Regions from separate parts of the Sus scrofa genome. Here regions 1 and 3 are each linked to region 2. The links are chromatin contacts, called in public promoter capture Hi-C maps. All regions are on one chromosome and are shown on one strand. The core of a region is the stretch at or near the end of the contact, and the rest is flanking DNA. Distances in the headings are between cores, read along the strand shown.

What was found. Promoter capture Hi-C pulls out the DNA fragments that hold promoters and counts their contacts.
Region 1: a contact with region 2 is called in a promoter capture Hi-C map of fetal liver, with 4 times the contacts expected there. The contact joins the promoter of MYBL1 here to the promoter of PDE7A in region 2. A contact is called at or near these places in 2 of 5 promoter capture datasets (fetal liver and liver) and 2 of 47 Hi-C or Micro-C datasets (embryonic fibroblasts and retroperitoneal adipose tissue).
Region 3: a contact with region 2 is called in a promoter capture Hi-C map of fetal liver, with 4 times the contacts expected there. The contact joins the promoter of LOC100521447 here to the promoter of PDE7A in region 2. A contact is called at or near these places in 1 of 5 promoter capture datasets (fetal liver) and 1 of 47 Hi-C or Micro-C datasets (heart right ventricle).

What each region holds. Positions count from the first base shown.
Region 1 is chr4:68,118,804-68,121,581 of Sscrofa11.1, forward strand. MYBL1 (myb-related protein A) reads left to right here and starts at 1,275. Exons shown (of 16, transcript XM_021089286.1): 1 at 1,275-1,710. The coding sequence starts at 1,691. It overlaps LOC106510063 (a long non-coding RNA gene), which reads right to left and starts at 978. Exons shown (of 2, transcript XR_001308193.2): 1 at 638-978; 2 at 234-550.
Region 2 is chr4:68,776,567-68,779,345 of Sscrofa11.1, forward strand. PDE7A (high affinity cAMP-specific 3',5'-cyclic phosphodiesterase 7A) reads left to right here and starts at 1,344. Exons shown (of 13, transcript XM_021089289.1): 1 at 1,344-2,779.
Region 3 is chr4:68,071,773-68,074,472 of Sscrofa11.1, forward strand. It overlaps LOC100521447 (serine/threonine-protein kinase Sgk3), which reads right to left and starts at 1,320. Exons shown (of 17, transcript XM_021089284.1): 1 at 1,176-1,320. VCPIP1 (deubiquitinating protein VCIP135) reads left to right here and starts at 1,631. Exons shown (of 3, transcript XM_003355045.4): 1 at 1,631-2,700. The coding sequence starts at 1,929.

The DNA of each region.
Region 1 (2,778 bases), core at 25-2,524, 660 kb before region 2:
TTCTAAATTAGGGTTTTTTTTTTTTAAATGAATTAGCAACACAATAAAGAATGATTTGAAAGAAAAGCTGTTTTACCGTCCCAGAAACCTAACTTGAGAAAAAGGAAGTATTAAAAGGCAGGTGTTTTAAGTTTTGAAAGTAGTACATGCAAGCGCCTCTTAATTCACATTTGCACCTGCATCTTTGATTTGCAAAAATTGATGCGTAAAATTTCAAAATAGCAAAATGTAAGTTTTGTTACATTAACATGTGGTTTTGTGCTCTATGCAGTAGAGCATGTTACCTTGCAAATTTGGATCCTTTAGCATTTCTAATCATTACTGTAATTAATCTACTTTAATAAGAGTTAAACTGAGCAGTTCGTACTTGTAACTGCTAGAAGCTCCTCCCCAGCAGTTCCTTACTCCTCCCCTCTCTCCTGCGAAGGAAGATAACCTTCTCCTGTTGACTACCGCGCTCGGTTATCTGCGCGTAATTCCCAGTCCATTCCTGTCTTCCCGCATTCTTCTCCGGGATCACGGCTCCTTCACTGCGCACCGCAGTTATTTCCTGCAGAACCGGGTAGTGGATTAAGCTCTTTGAAGACCAGCCGCAGACCCTGTTTTTTTCCCTTTTCCATTCCAAGCACGTGTCTACCTGAAAACTTTTTCCACCTGTCACACTCTTGCTCGGTCTTGATGTTCAGTTTCCTGCTACAGAATCTTGACTACCAAGTTTGGGCCAAAAGAGCTCTCATTTTTGCTTAAACAATAACGGCCGCGCAAATTTTATAGTTAGATTTGTCTCAAATCCGAAGACCGCGCCTCCTAACAGGAGGGATGCACCCCAGGAGTGAGCAGCTGTGGCCGAGAGAAGGGTGCGGGGACAATCCCTGACAGGACAGCTCAACCCCCAGGGACAACAGTGCCGCATCCCGTTAAATTTGGGCTCAGGCCGCGTTTCCGGCCAGATAGCCTCTCCGCGAGCCTGGAACTTGCTTTCCCAGTAGGCCCCGCGCGGCCTTCGGCGCCCCGCCCCCTCGCGGTGCGGCGCTGGGCGCGCTCCGGGTCCTGTCATAGCTAGACCCGCGAGCCCCGCCTGCGGCCCCACCCCCTCGCTCCCAGCTCCTTCCCCCGCTCCCGCGAGTTCCAGTCCCGGCTTCCAGCTCCCCAGCCCCGCCCTCAGTCGCGCGCGCTCTCCCGGCCCCGCCCTCGTTCCCCCGCGTGCCGCCGCCACAGCCAATGAGGTTCCGGGCCGCGTGCGCAGATTCAAACGGCGGCTCTTGAGGGAGGCTGGGCGCGAGATTCGGCGGTGCGGACAAAACCCTGCAGGAGGCTGCGAGCCCTGCAGAGCGGCTCGCTGCGGGGAGAGGGCGGGGGTCGGCTCCCGCGGCGGAGCCGCGCTGGGACCGCGGCAAGGAGGTTGAGAGGCAGGGGGAGCGGCCAGCGGAGGGCAGGAGCGCGCCTGCTGACATGTTGGGGGTATCCCTGACCGGGCCAGGCCGGGGCTAGGAGCGGCGCTGCGGGCCGGGGGCGGGTCTCGGTCCGCCCCTCCGTCCTGCTCTGCCGGGAACTTGAGTTCCGCACTCGGTCGCCTCGGAGCGTGAGCGAGTGAAGCGGCGGGAGGGTTGGGGAGAAGGAGCATTCGCCTGAGGCTGGAGGAGGCTGAACTGCGTCCCCGCCCAGCCTGCGCCTATGCGGTACTTGAAGGATGGCGAAGAGGTCGCGCAGGTGGGTGACATCCCCTTCTCCAGGCCTGTCGGCACAGTCTCGGCTCAGATCATCCTGCCTTTCCCGCCGCTTCCCCACCAGGCCCTGCCTAGCCCGGGCCGAGGTTATCCTGCCCGCTGCTCCACAGCCGCTTCGGCACGCTGGCCGGAGCGCAGCTGTGACGTGTGGAGAGTCGGGGACCGGTGTGTTTAAGACTCACGAAGTGAGCAACAGATGCCCGGGTTGCTTCCTTGAGTCCCTTCTCCCCCCCCAGCGCACGTCCGGACCCACAATCTCTCGCGGCAAGTTCTTGGTGGGAGTTTCTTGGCAGGTAAGTCTGTGTGCTTTCAGGGAGTCCGCTCCTCTGGTGAGGCTGGGGTACTGACCTGGCCGGACGACCTCAAAGTGGCATTCAGAGGGCCTCTTTTTCTCTGAATTACTGGACCTGTTAAAAATAGGAACTCTTGTGTTAAATATAGGTGGGGACCCCTCGGCCATCTCTGCCACCTTGAAAGGTATGGAAATCCTCTGAGGAATCATGAGTAGAGAGGCTCTTTTTGATGTTTTCTGTAATTACCATCCTCATGGTTTTAGTGTTATGTGTATATATATATATATATATATGTATTTAATATCCTCTACTGGGAGATGTCACACTGTTACCGCCAGTAGCTTGATCTTAAAATAAAACAATGTGTTTGATTCACTTAATATTTTGTGTGTCTACGGAAGTGTTGCACAGAGACAGGACATGGCTTTTGTTGGAAACTTGCTAGATTGAACTTATGCATGTCATCTTTGTTAATATGTCACTACAGTAGCTACTCCTAAATTGTGTGTAGTAATCACTTAGATGACAAAAAACTAGGGCCCTTTTTGTCAGGATTATTAAATAAACATGAAGAGAAGTTTGACAGGATTTCCAAATGGTTTTTATTTACCTAGATCCATAGCCTCAAAGTCTTAACTGGAAGTGTATTTCCTAAATTGAATTTTAATGCTAGATTTATTCATTGCAGATCTCCATTAAAAATTGGCAATAATTGCACATAATATTTGTGGCTTTATTCATTTGTTAAGCATCTATAT
Region 2 (2,779 bases), core at 94-2,593:
CATTGGCAAGAGGCCAGAGCTAGGCCTGCAGCTCCTCCAGCCTGTCTTCATCCTGGGTGAGGTGCATGTGCGACAAATCAAGCTCTGCACCCCCCTCCCCACCCGGCCCAGTATATCGTATGGTTCTGCTTTTCTTTTTCTTTCTTTTTTTCTTTTCTGGGGATGTGCCTGCAGTACATGGATGTTCCCAGGCTAGGGGTCCAATCAGAGCTTCAGCTGCCGGCCTACACCGAAGCCAAAGTAACGTGGTATCTGAGCTGAGTCTGTGACCTACACGACAGCTCAGGGCAACTCTAGATCCTTAACCCACTGAGCAAGGCCAGAGATTGAACCTGCATCCTCATGGTTCTTAGTTGGGTCCACTATAGCTGAGCCACAGTGGGAACTCCAGTTCTGCTTTTCTGAAGAATGCTAATATACTTTCCAATACGATAAAGTATACTGTGAAGAGTTGAAGTTCTGGTCTTGAGAAACCACATGGTTTGGTGAAAATGCATGGCTCTGAGGTCATACAGAACAGAGATTGGTGGCACAAACAATTTAGGGTCTTGAAACCTGACTCCCCATCTGTAGAATTGCGATCAAGTTTTTACTTACGTAGGAGTTCCCATAGTGGCTGTTGTGTAGGGTTAAGTTGAAGATTGTATGTAGAATACCCATAGTGTTTCACAGTGAATACATAGTACATATTAGCTCACCTCTCTGTTGGAGGGAGATGCATTGGTTAGTGCCCTGAGTCCTATTGAATGACTTAATGGAACAGAGTCACTTCAGCATATATTGTCTAGTATCACACCAATACTACCTTCTGGGTGTTTAGATGACACAAAACTCAACATTATTTGAGGTAAGTTTTGCCATTTATCTGTGGGAGATTTAAGGCAAGTTCTGACTCCGAGCCCAGCTTCAATTTAGAAACTATTACTCTACGGGGTTTTTGTCAGAAGTAAATAAGAGAAAATACAGAGGATGCTCCATACATCTACTGGATGTTGTGGGAGTAATTGGGGTTTCAAAGATGAGTTGGGTAAGTTGGTGTGAGACAGGCTGGAACTGCGGACCTGGGACCCTTTGCTGCAGTGCTTACACCTGAACAAATGCTGCAGTTGGGGCAAATTATGAATAACAAGATACAAAAAGACCCAAACTCAGCTGAGATATTGAGAGCAAAAGCAGGGTATCGCACATGATCCCTGCATCCAGCAGGAGGATCTGCCCCTACCCTGACCCCATTTAAGGGACCAACTCCCCACACACCCACCCACTCCCAGGAGCCAGCAAAGGAACTGGCTTGTTTTCACTCTCTCCTGCTGCAGCGAATAAAGCCTGGCCTCTTATCAATTTCTATTGATTAAAGAGTCCAAGAACCTGGGTGGTTAACAGGGTGCTAAAGGGGAGCTTACTATCAAGTGAAGAAAAAAATCCATGAAACCACAATGGAAGTTATATTCTTTTAATAGTAGAGAGCAGGGTTCCAGTCATGGCTCAGTGGACTGGTATCCGTAAGGTTGCAGGTTCAATCCCTGGCCTCCCTCAGTGGGTTAAGGATCCAGCATTAAGGATTAAGGATCCTGCGTTGCTGTGAGCTGTGTTATAGGCTGCAGACGTGGTTGGGTCTTGCATTGCTGTGGTGTAGGCCAGGAGCTGCAGCTCCAATTTGGCCCTTGCCTGGGAACCTCCATATGCCACGGGTGAGGCCCTAAAAAGCGCCCCCCCCCAAAAAAAATAGTAGCGAGCAGAAAAGTAGAAAATTACCATGAGGAGGTAGAAAGTTTTAAATGCTATAAAAGAAACAGATGCCATGGAAAGATGATAAAAGGTCTTGCAGACTTCTGTTGATTTATGGGATCATGAGCATATGATACCTGATCTCACAGGCACGGGCTAGGCAATACTTCCAAAGACCTGCCACCTTGCCAGTGGCTGGTCATAGCACATAACTGGAAGAGTGGGTGCTTTGAGAGAGGAGCCAAGTCAACAATTTTGCCGGCAGGGGAGTGCTTGTTCAGGCTGACATCCCAGAAGCTGGAATGCATTTGAAACAAAAGCTTGCAGCTGAAAATCTTTGACAGTTTTGGGGAAAATGTGACAAAATAAACCTACAAATTACATATCCAGTTTACAAACTAGGTCGAAAAGTTCTTTTATTTTCTCCCACCTTCTCAAAATCAAAGCCAAGAAACAAAAACACTTTTGGTAAAAGGGTATGCAGTCTCCTTTCCCCTTTGTCTTCTCATGTTCATCCTTTCTCATTTTTTCCAGTGCGTACTCTCACTTCTTTCTCAGTCTCGGTGTTTTCCCACCAACCCCCTCCCCGCCCCCTCCTCACGCCCGCATTCTCTGCTCGGCTCTTAGCCCCTCAGCCCGGGACAGCCCGGGCCCCCCGCACCTGCTAGCGGGGAGCCCGAGCCAGTCCCCGCCGAGAGACTGGCAGTGACGTAGCGGGGAGGACGGTGCCCGCGCGGCCCGCTGACGTCACTGCCGCAGCGGTCCCCAGCGAAGCCCAAGAATGGGAATTCAAGGAGGGAAACGCGGCGGTGACCCCAGGGTCAGGGCTGAGCGCTCCGAGTGGGCCGCGTGCTTTGGGTCTCTGGAGTCAAAAGGCCAGAATCGCGCCTCCTGCGTAGGCTGATCCCACCCACCCTACACCCTCAGTGCGCCCCAACGCCAGAGTTTAGCGATAAGGGGAATGTCCCTAAACGGTGGGGCCTCATGCGCAAGCGCCTAGGCTGGGGAGCAGATAAGGGAAAGAGATGGAGGGGGCTGCAGGATGAGGATT
Region 3 (2,700 bases), core at 70-2,569, 700 kb before region 2:
ACTGCACTGATGTATCTATTTTGTGCCAAATGTTTCAGAAATTTTGAGGCAGTTCACTTATCTAAAGTCTCAGAAAGCAAGAATTTTCAGAATGATAACTGAAGGGGCTGGCTGTACAATATTAAGATAATACTAGCTTTCAATTAACATATGAATGTGTTTTGCATGAAGAGGCAGTTACCCAGCACACAAGTAATAAAACAGGTCTGTGGCCCCCCTCAAGGTAAACATTCCTACAGCCCCATTAAACGGAAACCCTGAGACCTAACTAAAGGTCTGAGCTTAAGAACTCTTTTTTTTCTCTTGCAGGAATAAATGTAAAAAGCCCTTGCTGGCTCTGAGATAGCCTGCTGATTTGACTTTGGACAAGCCATTTAACTCCTTTTGGTCTGTTTCCAGACCCAATATCTTTTGGTAAAGGTATTACAGGTGTGAGGATGAAATAATATATGTGAATGTAAACTATAAATAGTATCCATAAGTTAGTTACTATTTTATATAGTACTGTCCTAAGCTTTCCTATGTCCTGGTCTGTAAAATGGGAACAGATCTAGGTCTGAATGCCTGTGAACTTGAGCAAGTCATTTCCTTTCTGGACGTGTTTCCTAACAAGGTTATTATTATATTATGAAGATCAAATGATATCGTGTATGTAAATGCTGTGACAGGCATATATCAAGAACACAATAAATGATAGCTGTTATGACTCTGCGAGTAGGACTGGAAGACACAAACAATATCTATAGTTATTGTACATATGTATATTATTGTATGTATATTATACATACATATATGTATATTTAAATATGTACATATAAAATATGTATATTGGTAAAGGGCTTAGGTATATTTAAACTCTATACACATCCAAGGTATTGTTATCTGTACTGCAAACTGCAAAGACGTACACGGAACGAGGAAACAAATGGCGCCTCAGTGACCCTCTTTCCCAGAGAGTAGAAAAAAGGCAGACAACGGGGCTGAAGAGCCTCAGTGGCTTGTAACAGAGATAGGAATGAGAAGAGAGGAGTGTAACAACAAAAAAAAACCTGGAGAAACACTCCGAGAATTAATACACCATTCCCACCCTTTTCCTCTCGTGACCTCCAGCCTAGACTAGACCATTTCATTTAACTTCCCAGCCCGCCATGTCGCTGGACATTTATTTACTGTACCTTCTTCACTGAGTGGCTTTCATTCCCCTCCCCTTCTAGGAGTCTTGAACTTCAGACCCTCGGCTTCCGAGACCCATTCCCTTTAACTCTGTTTTTAACCAAGTTTCCCTGTATCCTCCCCTCCGTCTAAGGGGGAAGTGAGGCTGGTCGCACCGCAGGGCATCCTGGGAAATGTGGTCTCTCATACTCATTTTGCTTGGGCCCCAAAGTGAGGAAGACGACAAAAGAGATACAGTAAAAACTACAACTCCCGGCAGGCAACGTGAGTGACAGTCTTCCTTTCTGTCCCCGTTCCGATAGCCTTCCTCTTCCTCCTCTCCGCGGGCGCTGAAACGCTTACCCTCACGGTATTTGTAGTTCTTCGCGGCCCTAAGATCCTACCTCTTGAGGGCTAGGAGAAGGCTGAAAAACTCTAATTCCCAGAGGGTAGAGCGGCAGCTGCGCCTGCGCAGTCTCAGCGAGGGCGTGTATGTCTGTGTGTCTGAGGGAGAGAGAGCGAGAGTGAGTGAGTGTGAGTGCGGGGTAGGGTGGTGGCCGTTACGTTCGGGGCAACGGCTACGGCAGTGGAGAAGTAAAAAGAGAAACAACGTCCAGCGCTTCCGCCTTCGCTTAGGAGGAGGAGGAGGAGCTGGTAGGGAAAGGAAAGTGATTCGCCCTGGGCCTGGACTAGACCGAGTCGGGCCGGCGGGGGTCTGGGCTATGAGCCTTTGAGGGTCGCTTGGGTCGCGGAGCGAGACTCGAGAACCGAGAGCGATGTCTCAGCCGCCGCCGCCGCCTCCGCTGCCGCCGCCGCCTCCTCCCCCAGAGGCTCCGCAGACTCCGCCGTCCCTGGCGGCGGCGGCGGCGGCTGCTCCGGGGGGGCTCTCGAAGCGGAGAGACCGGAGAATCCTCTCCGGGAGCTGCCCGGATCCGAAGTGCCAGGCGCGCCTGTTCTTCCCGGCCTCTGGTTCTGTCAGCATCGAGTGTACCGAGTGCGGACAGCGGCACGAGCAGCAACAGCTGCTGGGGGTGGAGGAGGTGACTGACCCGGACGTAGTGCTACACAACCTGCTGCGGAACGCGCTCCTCGGGGTGACAGGGGCACCCAAGAAGAACACGGAACTGGTAAAGGTGATGGGCCTTTCCAACTACCACTGCAAATTGTTGTCGCCCATATTAGCTCGCTACGGAATGGACAAGCAGACAGGCCGGGCTAAACTGCTCCGGGATATGAACCAGGGCGAACTGTTCGATTGCGCTTTACTGGGTGACCGCGCCTTCCTCATCGAACCGGAGCATGTGAATACGGTGGGATATGGCAAGGACCGCTCCGGAAGCCTCTTGTATTTGCATGACACTCTTGAGGACATCAAGCGGGCCAATAAAAGTCAGGAATGCCTCATTCCAGTGCATGTGGATGGGGATGGACACTGCCTGGTGCATGCTGTGTCCCGGGCTCTGGTAGGCCGGGAGCTCTTCTGGCATGCCTTGCGAGAGAATCTTAAACAGCACTTCCAGCAGCACCTGGCCCGATATCAAGCCCTGT